Regions from separate parts of the Mus musculus genome. Here region 2 is linked to region 1. A link is a contact called in public HiChIP or PLAC-seq data. All regions are on one chromosome and are shown on one strand. The core of a region is the stretch at or near the end of the contact, and the rest is flanking DNA. Distances in the headings are between cores, read along the strand shown. Region 1 overlaps Fmnl3 (formin-like 3). Region 2 holds the start of Nckap5l (NCK-associated protein 5-like).

Region 1 (6,623 bases), core at 1,037-3,536:
GAGAAGTTGGGGGATAGCAATGAGGCCTTTACTGGGGCATTTTTACATGTAATTATTTGGGAGTGTGATTTGTGACCACTTTGAATTTTGAAACAGGTAATAATGGGTAGGAGGGATTTAGAAGACCAAAGAAGTTGGTCACAGGCAAATCCTGGAGCCGAGAAATAGCAAGAGAAATAGCTTGTTCCTTGAAAGCCAAAAGGAATAGCTGTTCTTAGATGCTGGGAGAAGCTTAGCTCTTGAGATCTTCTCAGGTAAGATTTGAGGAGCAACTGGCCAAGGACTTGTATTTTGTAAATGATAAGGAGCCAGAGTATTTCTGACTCAAGAAAAATCAGGATTTATCTTGTGTGTCAGGTATTTGAATGTTTCATGCCTGTCTCTGGGAAGAGGAAAGGAAGTGTTAGAAGCAGCGGTGCCACCTGAGGGCTGAGGTGAGTAGGAAAGCAATCTGTGGAGTGAGGACAGGGAGGGAAGCTGGAGGTGAACGGACGACCTTGTAAAGAAGACTCACCGCAGCTCAGTGAGAGCGGCTGTGGTGTCACCGCAGCTCAGTGAGAGCGGCTGTGGTGTGGGGGGGAGAGGGATGTGACCCTAGAAATGATGAGGGCCTGAGGGTTGTGCTTGCCTCTTTGGGCTGCAGGGAGTCCCAGGGAAAGAGAGAGGACCCTGGTGAGCTAACAGAGTGGTGAGCTGTGCCCAAGACTCCTTAGCCTTGGAAAACCTGTCACCCCCATCGGAATAGTTTCCATTCTCCGTAACTGGGGAGTGTGTGGGTCTGGCTAACCACGAGGAGGGGCTGAGGAGCCAATGGGTGGATCAGGTTGCTGTGGTGGTGGTTTCTTAGCTAGGGCCAATGGCTCAGTTGGAAAATGACATCAGCAGTTTTGTCTGAAGTTGGGTATTCCTCAACTGCTGGGCAGAAGGGCGTCCTCAACTGTGGGCTACAGGCTAGCTGTAGAAGTTACCTGAGGTAGGTGTAGAGCAGTAGTAGGCAGAGGGTAGTAGAGCCTGGGTGTTTCTTGGTACTGGGGACTGGTCACTTTCCTTTGCCCTCTGAGCATCCAATAAGGGAATCCTCCAAGGTGACAAAGAGGCCTGGGGGTGATAGAATTGTTGGAAAAAGTCATCTCTTTGTTTGGGTGACACTGGCCTTCTAGGACCTTTCTCTGTCTGATTTGCCTGGTGTGAATTGCAGAGCTCAGCTGGAGACATCTGGCGAATCCATTTCTTTTTCCTCCAGGCTGCTTAGGGACTTGGCCCATAACTACTCGGCAAGTCACTTCTGGTTATAGAGTCATCAGTGACCACAGGAGCACGTTCTCCAGACATAGCTCTGTGCTGGCAGCCTGTCCCCAAGATGATGGCTTCAATTAAAACAAATCCAGAAAGGCAGACTTAAGTCACTGCAGATGCTTAAGTCACAGAAAAGCACACCCACTTTTCTGATGCCATTAGGAGCCCCAGCAACCTCCCTTTACATCTAATAGTAGCTCAGGCCTCGAGAAGACTGAGTCAGAGAGCTGTGCGCTCTGCATGTACCCCAGTGCGTAGGTCCCTCTTCAAGGGAGTGAAGAAATGGAATGGGGGTTGGGTACTGTGAGCTTATGAAATTTGGCAGAAAAGGGCTGGAGTCTCAGGGTCCAGGGAGGTGGCTGTTGCCCTCCTTGCCTCCTGCTTTAGAATACTGCTGGCCGGGGCATGGGGGCTGGCTGGATGTTTACCCCACTCCATCACACTCGTCAGGGAGCTAGGTAGCTCTCTGTGCTTTGAGTGCCTGCCCTTGGCCCCTCCTATGATTCTCTTGCTGGAGTAGTGCAGCTCTTGTCCAGAATCTCTTGTCCCTGACTCCAGCTCAATCTCTGAGCCCCTGCTGGAAGGGGAGAGGAAGTGGGTACGAGGAGCAAAACTGAGCTCCGTTTCCCAGGCTTGGCAGAGAAGACTGGATTCTGGGTCAGTGAGAGCCACAGTGAGTCTGCCTATCCATGGGTTTCATCTCCACCCCTGCACTGCCCCAGCCAGTCATGGGCTTGGGGAAAAGTGTGGGTGTTTGAAGGGGCTGCTGTGTTTCCTATGTCTGGATTTTCTACTCTTAGCTCCTGGACCTTTGATGGAGCTCTGATTTGTTTCCTTTTGATGGGATTGCAGTTTTGGGGGTGTTGGGAGGGGCTGTGCTGAAACAGTGAGATAAACAGTAATGCAGAGGTGGCAGCAGCATGGGTCGGGTGGGGCTGACCAGGCAGCCGCTGTCTGGGCAGGCTGGGTGGAGGAGGACTCCTGCCCAGCACACTGGCCAGCTGGCTTGTGTTAAAGGACTGGCTGAAAATAGCTCTCATTGTCTGGGAGCTGCTACTGCAGCAGGGCTGGCTGTGGCTGCCAAGGGGCTGATGCCTCCTACCTTTTGAGCTTTCATCCTTTGGTAGCAGTGCCCAGCCCACCACAGCTGTGCCCATTGCCTACCAATGGGGCCACGATGAAGGCTGGCTGGGCTGTTCCAAACACTGCCCTATTGATGCCTGGTCATGGGCCTTCATGCCTTGCCTTGCCAGCTTTGTCACTGGCATTGGGGACGACTTAGTTGGTGAGATGGGGATCCCATTAGGCATATAGGCTGGGAGCATTGTCAGGTCCTCCTGCAGCAAACTCCTCAGCTTCCAAGCTTCTGCTGCTTCACCATGTCCCACCTCTGCTCATCTGTCCACGTGTTCTTGGACAGATGCCAGGGAGGCCTTGGTGGCTCCTGCATCTAGGGGCACAGCAGCATGTTGAGTAGCACATGGTACCCAGGAAAGCACTTGGGGTACCTACACGGAAGCTCCAGACTCAGCTATCCAGGAATCTCCACCCCATAGCCAAGCATAGGGCCTGGAGTGTCCAGCTTAGAAAACTATGTGGCTCTGCAAGAGAAGACGTTAAGATCACTGACTCTGTTCTTGCTAAGAGTAGATACCATTTGTAGCTGTCCCCAATGCTCTTTTCCAAGTGAGGTCTCTGATGCTTCCAGTGTCTCTCTAGGAACTACACCATTTTGTGTCCGTTGCTAGATCTGTCACGATCTGCTAGGACCAGGAGAAGCAATGAAGCAGAGAATTATGGGTGCTTCCTATTTTCTGTATGTTGGGTTTCCCCCAGGCTTGGCTTACAAAGACCGGCAGAGTAGTGGTGAGTCCAGAGTGGGCACACAGCTTTTAGGAAACGTCAGGCACATGGCATTTCCCTTTTCTTGTAGTGGGAGAGAAACAAGGGAGGGCTAAATGGACTTGGGGGTGTAAGGCAGACAGGGGAAGGGAACCTCAGCAGAACCCCTCCTCCTTCCCAGCTTCTCTGAGGTGGACAGGGATGGGGTCGGGGGCAGTAAGGAGACCTTGTGGAGGACTAGGACCACTTATTTACATAGGCCCCCACGTGAGGAGAGCAAGCAGCTTTGCTGGAGAAGCATCAGAGCCTCGCCTCTCAGCTTCTTCCACCATTGTCACCCTTTGATATGCAGCATCTTGCTGGTTACTCTGACTTCCAGATTAGTATCCAGAGCTGCTTTCAGTTTGGTTTCAGCTTCCCCTTCTCTTATCTCCTATTGTGACCGTCTTGGCTGTGATTTACCTCCCTCCATCCCCTCCCACAAAGGTGGCGTTGTTTAAATTGTTCCTAGTCTTAGAGGAAATCAGGGAAAGATTAAAAAGGGGGTTCAAAGGATTATGCTGTAGTTCAGTGCTGAAAAGCAGTTGCTGAAGGACAAATAGGAACAACCCAGAAGCAAGTGGGCAGGCCTGTGGATGCTGAATACCACACAGGCTTTCTAGGAGAGTGGACTTTGCCAATGCTCATCATATTCCAGATGTGTGAAGGTGTAAATTACGCCCATCATCTGATGCTCAAAAAGCCCTGTGAGATGATAGGATCAGCTTGATGAGTGAGTTCAGTGGGGTTTGATAGCTTTGACATGCCCAAGTGGATCTCAGGCACCCTGGCCCCACAGCTGGTGCCCTCTGCTGCCTTTCTATTCAGCAACACCTGAATCAGGGACTTAGCAAGACCTTAGCTCTTGCCTCTGAGAGCCCAGTCTCCAAGGAACTACTGAAAGAAAATGCTGGTGATCAAGCTTCTGACTGAGTCTAGAGCCCTGCCCAGGTTAACCCCTGGATGTCTCTGGGAGCCAGGAAGTTGGTTTCCTCTGGACATTGGGCAGATTTATACACATTACCATGTGGAGACATGGGTCTCAGTGCTCTTGTCTGGCAGGAAGAGAACCACCTGGTCCTCTGCCTTAGTGCCTCCCGCCTGCCAGTTAGTACTTTGCTCTGTGAGAATGCTGGAGGTTGCAGGTTTTCCTTTATCCATCTTCTTCCCATTACACTTTTCAGCCCGGACAAAGCTGGGGCCATTGTCCAGAAAAGCCGCAGAAGCTCCAGACAGGACATGGGCCTCTGGCTAGGGCTGCTTCATGCTTTGCCACCTATCTCCATGGGGCAGGGGCCTATCTTCTCTGAGGATCCTTGATGTATCATCTGTGTTTTTAAGATAGGAGTCCCAGAGGGAGGGGGTGGTGGTGACTGCTCAACCTTGAAGCCTAGAGAGACCCAAGCATTTTCTCACCAGCACACCTACAGGGAGATGTGAAGCCGCTGCAGCCCACAGTGGTTGGCCAGAAGAGGAAGTCAGTGTAGATAGGATGTGATGTCTGTTAGAGCAGCAGCAGCCTATCCTGCTCTGTGGCAAGGTCTGAGGTTTCCATTGCTGTGACGAAACACCTTGACCAAACATTTCACTTCCACTTCACAGTACGTCATCACAGGGGGCCAGGGCAGGATCCCTCTGTCTGGAATACAGACATGACTGTAGCACACACCCTACTCCCAAACAGTGAAGGTAGAGTTAGTCTATAGAAGGAAACACCCGTGTTTGAAAGTGATGTCTAATCTAGTGGCAGACAAAGTGACAAATCACAATACAGGATCTGCCCAACTCTCAAGAGAGAGGAAAGGGAAGCTATTTGAGGGGCTGTGGAGAGAGAGAGAGAGAGAGGGAGAGAGAGAGGGAGAGAGAGAGAGGTAGTCACCTGGGAATGCTGTGCAGAGACAGGTTACACAGAGAGAACAAGCTAGACACCGATGAAGACAGGAGGAGGCAGAAGATCAGAACAGATTGCTAGAGTTAGTTGGAAGCCAAGCAGAGCAATTTAGGAGAAACTGACAGAAGCCAGATTGAGTCAGTCAGCCTGGAGAGGAGTTTGACCCAGAACAGCTGAGTTGAACCAGCCAGCCAGAGTTTAGAAAGAACAAGAAAGGGTGAGCTAATTCAGTGGTAAGTCTCAGAGGCTGAAAAATATTCTAGGCCTAGATTCAATTGTATGGAGGTTAGAAGCTTCCAGGACTAGGTTAGCAGACAGAGGCCGTAAGCTTCAGAAACAACAGTTCTGTCAAGAGAATTAAAAATACTTTTACAGGAACTGCTACAGAGGTCATGGAGAAATGCTGCCTTTTGACTTGCTCCTTGTACCTTGCTCAGCCTGCTTTATTGTGATATCCAGGACCATCTGTCCATGGGTGGCCATCAGGGGAGAGACCCACCTGTGTCAATCATTAAGAAAAATGCTCCACAGGTTTGCTCACAGGGCAGTCTGAGTGGGGGCATTTCCTCAAATGAGAGAGGTGGGTTCTCTTCTCAAATGACTCTAGCTTGTGTTTAAAAAAAAAAAAAGGCAGGCAGCAGTGCACACCTTCAATCTCAGCACTCAGAAGGCAAAGGCAGGCAGATCTCTAAGTTCAAGGCTATTCTGGTCTACAGAGTGAGTTCCAGGGCAGTGAGGACTACACAAAAACACCCTGTTTTGAACCCCTACTCCCCACCCCACCCCCACCCCCAAAAAGCCAGCACAACTAGCATTTTTCTTCCACAGGAAAAAATAGGAAATTCTTTTCCTGGCTGAGGCTCGGAAGCAGTGTCGTTAGATGACAGTGCTATGCTCAGGATGAGTAGAGCCAGGGCTGCCCCTAGAGACTCTGCTGAGTTTTAGGTTCAGCTGGTAGCAGCCTGTCCCCCAGCTGGGTAGGCAGAGGCAGTTCTGGATCTGCCTTTGACCTTTGTGTGTCTGTTTGTTCTATAATCCACACAGACACATAGGCCACCAGCAAAGCAACCGCTCCAGAGGGACGGGGGTGTTTGCCCAGCTGTGGGGAAGCTGCAGCCCGACTCCTCAGCAGCAGACAGAAACCTGGGAAAGTTTATCACTGTTGGGATGAGGTTATCTGTCCTTCTCTCCTCTGGCCGTTCTTGTCTCTCTCATCCTAAGTTCTTTCTTTGTACATGCTACCTGGAGTCTTCAACCTGCTTCCTGTGATTGACCCTTAAGGACTGTTTTCAGCCAGGACATGAGCCCTCTGCTCCCAGGGCCTGATAACCATCAGCTCAGCATCAACTTCTGTCTATAAATGTGTTGAGAGGAGGAGACTCAACATAGACTGAGTCCTCGGGGTAAGATGAGTGTACAGATGGCGTAATGGCGTGTGTGCCATCAGTGCATGATGAATAGATTGTGACAGAAGTAGATAATACTTAAGGATTTTACTGTTGGCCCCTTAAGTAGAACCCCTGTCTCCAGGACTGTTTCGACCTCAGAGATCCTG
Region 2 (6,560 bases), core at 1,536-4,035, 110 kb before region 1:
TCTAAACTTGGCCATCTTCTCAGCCAGCACGGCAGCAAAGTGATTCAACGCCAACCTCTGAAGAGGGAAGACACCCAGCGCTAAATGGTCAACCACACAGCATTAAAGCAGAGAATGTGGGAAGGCAGCTGAGTACCCTGATGCCATTGCAGAGGACCAGGGTTAAGTCTCAGCACTCACAAGGTGGCTCACAATCACCCATTATTCAGTTCCGGGAGATCTGAATTCAAATGCCACTGTGAGTAGTGAGGGCGTGGCTTTCTAGGGTCATCATCACTATATACGCAGTTATGCCACACCATCACACGGGTGTGTAAACAGCAGTCTACAGCCCCAGCCCCCAAGAAGTCTTAGCTCATCTTATTACAAACAAGGGAAGGATGTCATTAGTGATGCAGACTAAGAATGGAGAATAATCAATCTTGGGGCTTCAGACTTTTAATAAATTGATTAGTAAAACCGAGTCAAAACGTAGCAAGCCTCACCCAAGAAAATAACCGTGGAGCGCTGCTACAGCTTCACAGCTGAAGCCTGAAGCCTATCAAAATAGCAAGTGCTCCAGGGCCAGCCAGGAGGGCAAGGCCATGGACAAATGCTCTGTCTGTGCCTACTAAATAAGGGTGAGCACATGAAAGAGACAAAACAAAACATAAAACAAACACTCTAAGCCGGGCAATGGCGCGCACCTTCAATCCCAGCACTCAGGAGAGAGGCAAAGGCAGGTAGATCTCTGAGTTCGAGGCCAGCATGGTCTAGAGAGAATTCCAGTACACTCAGTCTCGATCAACCAACCAACCAAACAAACAAACAAAACAAAACAAAACAAAAACCCAACCAATCTAGATGTCATTTGCTTCCAAAAATTCAGTCACCTGCAAAACATTTAAAATAGTTAGAAATACCTGACGGACTTAAGATTTCCATCCCAAGACGCAAGAACCGCAGATACATCATTTGTGTTGGGCTTCAAAACCCTTTGAGGGGAGATTGTGTCTAATTATTGTTATCCCCCCGGGGTCAGCACATTAATCCCTATTCCGTAAATACGGGATGACTGGCCAAGGATTAATCAGTCCTGTAGTGTCCAAAGGCACCCTCAAAGAACATCAAGAAACAAGATGAAGAGGGAGTGGAAGGCTGTGGATTTGGCTCGGCACCAGAGTGCATGCTTGGTGTGTGCATGCATGCTCTAGGCCTGGTGGCACACCTGCGGTCCTGACACCCAGTACATGACACCTGTGTCCTGACACTGGGGGGCAGAGCGTTGGAAGTCTGCCTGAATTGCACAGCGAGACCGGAGGTGGTGGTGGTGGTGGTGGTTGTTGTTGTTGTTGTTGTTGTTGTTGTTGTTGTTGTTGTTCTTCTTCTTCTTCTTCTTCTTCTGTTGTTGTTGTTTAATCCAAAATGACTCCCTTATATAAATGCTCATTCTGTTTTCCAGATAAAACCTCTTGCATTGCCCCCCCCCCCCTACAAAAGAGGATTTGCTTGCTATCCCACTCTGGTAATTAGCTTCTTGCCAATCACTTGTCTTTATTCCTGCCTGGGTCCTACTCAAGTTCTCCATCTTTAGACTCCCACTCTAAAATGCCTTCTTCAGAGAGGACCCCTTAAATGCATCCCAGCCAACCTGACCACCCTACATTCTTGTAGGGCACCCGTTCTTTTACTGGACTAATTTTGCTTTAAGTCTCATTTGTACACCTAAGAGAGAAGCAATATTAATAAAATATACAAAGTGTCCAAAGATACCTCTGAATTCCCCTGTGTGCGCATCCAGGCCAGTTAATACAGTGCATATAGCTGAGGATTATAAGGTATCCACCGAAGGGCAAGGAAGTGTTTAAGGACCAAAATGGAGACAGAAGCTATAGGATCATGACAAGTTCAAGGTCAGCCAGGCCTATATCATGAGTTCCTGGCTAGCCAGAGTTAGAGATCCTGTCTCAACCAATCAGTAACAACAAACAGACCAAGGACAACCGTACTGAGCTCTTAAGTTGCAAAGGCCTGCAAGAGTTAGCTTGTTTCCTCCCGGTTAGTGAAGTGACTGGACTGTACTTTCTTCTTCCCTGACAGAAAGTAGCTAAAAACCAACCACAGTCTCTTTTTTCTGCACTACAGATCTACCTGCCTCTGCCTCACAAGTGCGAGGATTTCTCATGAGCAACCACGCCTGGGTCTGCCTTGCTTCTTAAACCAGCACTGCTTTCTACACATGTGCCTGTTCCTCGCTTCCAGTTTCCAGATTTCTGGGAGGTCCCCGACCTAGAGATGGAAAAGAGAGGCGGGTGCATTTCAGGCCAAGGAGACACTCAAGCCTCTTCCTGTAGATTTGCACCTAACACGTATGCAGCAAATTACAAACACGCTCTCAACCACATACACGTGCACGCCCAGACCCACGGAAGCAGACGCGCATGCCCGTGGGCCCGCGCAAACCTACTTAGTTTTCTCTGTTCTAAATGCCCCGGCTCCAGTCCCACTCGGCCGGGCCTGGCATCCCGATCCCCAGCACCAGGAGCACCGGGAGCACCGCGAAGGCTTTGCAGGTCAGCTCCGGCCTGAGGAAGAGTGTTTCTCCGCAGGGGGGAGGGGAGGGGAGGCCCTGCCCACTCGGGCGGAAGCGGCGCGCGCCGGCCGGGCAGACTTAGCTCTCGTCCTGGGAACATCTGGATAGAGCTGGGAGGGGCAGGCACCCAGGCTGAGCGTGGATTGGCTGAGCGGGAGGAGGGAGGCGGGGTCTGGGCGAGGGGCGGGGCTCATTGGCCCCTTTAAAGCCTTGACATCAAGAGGTGGCTCCGGTACCCCCCTTTTCCTGCACCCCCCTCGCCCTCCCGCCCCCGAGATGCGGCCATGGACCCTGTGGACCAAGCCAGTCGAGCTCAGCACCTGATTTCGGTAAGTTCAGGCCTGTTTGGCATTTAACGGGCTGAGAGGTGGGGGGCCGCACGCCCCGGGTGGGGGCCGCGGAGTGTGGAGTGAAAGGCTCTCGTGGCAGCTTTGGCTGGAAGGGGCAGCGAGCGAGGCTTCCGGCCCACACCTCGACGCCTGCCGGTCCCTCGCGCTGCACTCTCCCAGGAGGGGTCCTGTTGTGACTTTGTCCACCCCCCCACCCCACCCCCTCCCGCCCCCTGCGCCATCCTCGCGCACACTCGGTGGCCCCGGAAGGGAAACTTTCGGGAGTGGGGGGATGTTCCGGTGGCGGGTGTCCCTCCCTCTTTGAAAGCACTGACCTTGCCCCCACTGCGCATCCCACCCTCCCCGTATCCCACGGTCCCGGTAGCGTTTAGCGGTGCTGGGTTGCGGAGGGAGGGGGCTCTCCCCAAAGCGCAGGCGCAGACTGCAGCCCGGGGCACCCCTTCGCACTCCTTCCAGTCCCTGTGGCCCGGGGCTGTAGGGCGTGGGGGAGGCGGGGAAAGGCGGAGTGACCGGGTCTTGGGAACCACCCTGCTGAGGCTCTGAGGGGCTGTGGGAAGAAGGGAACCCGACAACCTGCATGCTGAATAGAGGCTGAGCGAAGGAGATGGGTTGGGCTGGAGTAAGGGACAGGGCAGCCCCGACTGAAAAGGTTTCTGGGTTTGGGCTGGGGTGCTGAAAAGAATGCAGAGAATTTATTTGTGCCTGACATTCCCTTGGTTTAGCAGGCCCAGGAGAGCGGCAGTTGGGACCCCAACTCCCTCTTTTTATATCCTGGGCGGAAGGCCCCTCTTGTCTCTCTAGCCTTGGCGCTGTCCCAAGGGCACAGAAGGCCTTCATCTCCTAAGCCTGGTTTTCCAGAGGGCTCACATGAACCCACCCAGCCTGCCCAACAGCTGCTTTTTAAAGACCGCCTTCCTCAGGAGCTGGAGGTTTTAGGCTTGAAGGCTTCCTTAGGTTTGGAGGCAATCTTTGATTTCCCTCTCCGCCAACTCTCCCGTTCTCCAGTGGGCCCTCCTGCTTAAACACAATTGTCAGCCAGAGGAAGTGGTTGGAGACAGAGGCCGGCAATCAGGACTGGTTTGAGGAACCATGGGGAAGGAGTCTCTCACTATTGTGTGCTCAGGCCTCTGAGGGGAAGTGAGCATTGTACAATTGCTTTGTTGTAGACCCTCTTCAATCTTACAGGACCCCCCCCCCTCCCAATCTGGCCTGAAAACCTGGCTCTCAGATTTTTAAAACCCATCCCTAGTGTGTGAGCAGAGTTCCTTGTATTCCCACATAGATTGTTTGGTTTTGTTTCCAGCACCTGTGGTCTACCTAAGGTGTCTTTGGCTGTACAGTATTCTCCAGCTCTAGCCTTTGGAAGAGTCGGGCTTCAGAGAAGGGATGCACTCCACCACATGGCAGAGAATATTCGTGTATGTGCACTGAGTTGCTGTCAGGATGGCCAGAGTCAAGAGCCCTGGGCCCTGGTCTTGCAGCCTGCGCTGTGACCTTGAGCAAGATGGTTTGCTTCTATTGAGCATAGTTTCCTTCATCTTCAGAGCTCAGCAGTAGGACCAGAAAGATCTAAACCTCCCATACACACACACACATACACACACACACACACACACACACACACACACACACAAACATGCACAGAGGTGGTGACTCGAGGGGTGAGGGGTGAAGGGTCCTCCAGCAGGCTGGCTCTGTTAAGAGAGCTAAACTGCTGGGCTACAGTTTATTAGGGTTAGCATTTTGGATTGAGAAAAACAGAACTTTGTTCCGCCCGTGAATAGGCCTTTTCTGCTCACCCCGGTGCCTTGGGGTATGAACTCCTGCTGGCTCAGGTTCGGCCCACCCATCAAGGTGAGACATCATGACTGGGCCAGTCTTTGAGTTGGGTCTTTGGGGAGGGTTTGAGAGAGGAGGAGGCAGCCAAGGGCCAGCAGGGTAGGCAGATTCCCAGCAGACAGTTTGCATCTCAGCTGTTGGGACTTGTTTTAGGATCCAAGCCAGGGAGGCCAGCACATTCATCCACCCTCTTGTGGGAAGAAGGCAAGGAGGGCCCCACTGCTGTTGCCCATCCTACCTGCTGTCTCCACACACTGCACCTCTGTACCTCCAAGCAACAGGGGGAAGCTGCCCCTGCCCTGCTTTGCCCAGCCCCCTTACCTCTGAGGTAGGGCTTTCTCGGGACTCTAGTGCTCCAGGTCAGGGCTTGCTTCCCAGCCCAAGAACCAAACAGCTCCATGTTCTCATTTGTTTTCGTCCTTGGGCTCCCAGATGAAGGAGATGGTGGTACTTAAAGAGGCTCCGGGATGTGAGGCACATTCTCCTGCAATGTCCTTCACTCTCAGCTTCCCTAGGTCCGGGGAGCCCTTTAGCCCCAGCCCTGCCAGCCTGTGTGAGTGAAGCATCAACAGAGGGCTTGTAGGTGAAACCCTAAGAAACCTCCCTCACTGGTGTGAAGCCCTCTAAATGGATAGTGGAAACTCCCAGGGAAGTCAGTTTCCCAGAAAGCAGTTATTGGTGGAGTCCCTGTGAGAGCAAAGGGTGCAGCTGTTGCTAGGCAGAAACAGCAATTCCATCTTGAGGAATGGCTCTGAGGCGGGCAGCCCGAGGCCCTGTGAAGGAGAAAGGACAACCTGAGTGAAGGGTGAGGGGCTCTGGTGTGTAGACACAGAGTCCCCAGAGCTGTATCTATCTCTCAGAGCAGGATCTCCTCACCCCTGCGGCCCCTCCCCCAAGTACCTTTGCTACCCCTGTCTGCCGTGACAGCCCCTTGCCTGAACCTGGCAAGCTCCTCCAGCCTGTCTGGCTGCAATAATGGACTGATTGGATTTTCTATACTTGTAGTTTGGGTTTGGTAGGTTGTTGGTGGTGGTGTTTTTTTTTTTTTTTTTTGATTGAACATGCAAATTTATGTAAATCAACCCAAGATCTGCCACTGCATCAAAACAACATAGAGCTTCCACGGGCTGGAAGGAATCCGAGAGAAAATCTAGTCTGGAGGCCCACCTTCAAGTCAAAATGGGGAAACTGGCCAGGCGATGGTGGTGCATGCCTTTAACCCCACCACTCTGGAGGCAGAGGCAGGCAGATCTCTGAGTTCAAAGCCAACCTGGTCTATGGAGTGAGTTTCAGGAGAGCTGGGGCTACACAGAGAAACCCTGTCTTGAAAAACAGAAAGAAAGGGGGTGGGGTGGGGGTGGGGGGAACGGGAAAACTGAGCTGGGCATAGTGGCTCGTGCCCTTAATCCCAGCATTTAGATTTAGGAGTCAGAGGCAGGTGGATGTCTGTGAGTATGAGGCCAGCCTGGTCTACATAGCCAACCAAAGCTACATTGTGAGACTCTGTCTTGACAGCATGCCCCTCCCCTCCACACACACAAATGAGGAAACTGGCAGTCAGGTAGGATGTGATTCAGGTGGTGGTGAGGATCCTACGTGGGAGTCCAGCCTCTGGTCTCTGCCTTCACATGGCTACTTTCTGCCTCAGTTTCTCATTCACGAGAAACCCGATTGTGTTCACAGCAGAGAAAGCCAGTTCTTGAGCCCAGGTAGCTGTAGAGTGTTGGGCTAGGGTTCTCCAAGTGCTCTCTCTGGTCAGCTTTCTCACTGCCAATGGAACTTGTAATGCCCTAGACGCT

Evidence for each region. HiChIP or PLAC-seq counts read pairs in DNA pulled down with a chosen protein or histone mark.
Region 2: a contact with region 1 is called in an H3K27ac HiChIP or PLAC-seq map of microglia, with 4 times the contacts expected there. The contact joins the promoter of Nckap5l here to the enhancer-like site in region 1. A contact is called at or near these places in 4 of 484 Hi-C or Micro-C datasets (bone marrow-derived macrophages, double positive thymocytes, embryonic stem cells and 1 more), 4 of 115 datasets of contacts at active chromatin or transcription factors (embryonic stem cells, extraembryonic endoderm stem cells, microglia and 1 more) and 3 of 9 other capture datasets (adipose tissue, liver and pancreatic islet).

What each region holds. Positions count from the first base shown.
Region 1 is chr15:99,339,349-99,345,971 of GRCm38.p6, reverse strand. The region is part of intron 1 of Fmnl3 (formin-like 3); the gene reads left to right. Among named protein-coding and RNA genes, the nearest start is that of Gm22951, 25 kb to the left of the region's middle. Within about 2 kb of position 2,286, at least 168 of the 459 cell types and tissues checked have an H3K27ac peak or open chromatin away from gene starts, as enhancers often do. A contact at or near this core is called in adipose tissue, bone marrow-derived macrophages, extraembryonic endoderm stem cells and 2 more, where this site is marked.
Region 2 is chr15:99,453,973-99,460,532 of GRCm38.p6, reverse strand. Nckap5l (NCK-associated protein 5-like) reads left to right here and starts at 2,785. Exons shown (of 13, transcript NM_001001884.1): 1 at 2,785-2,901.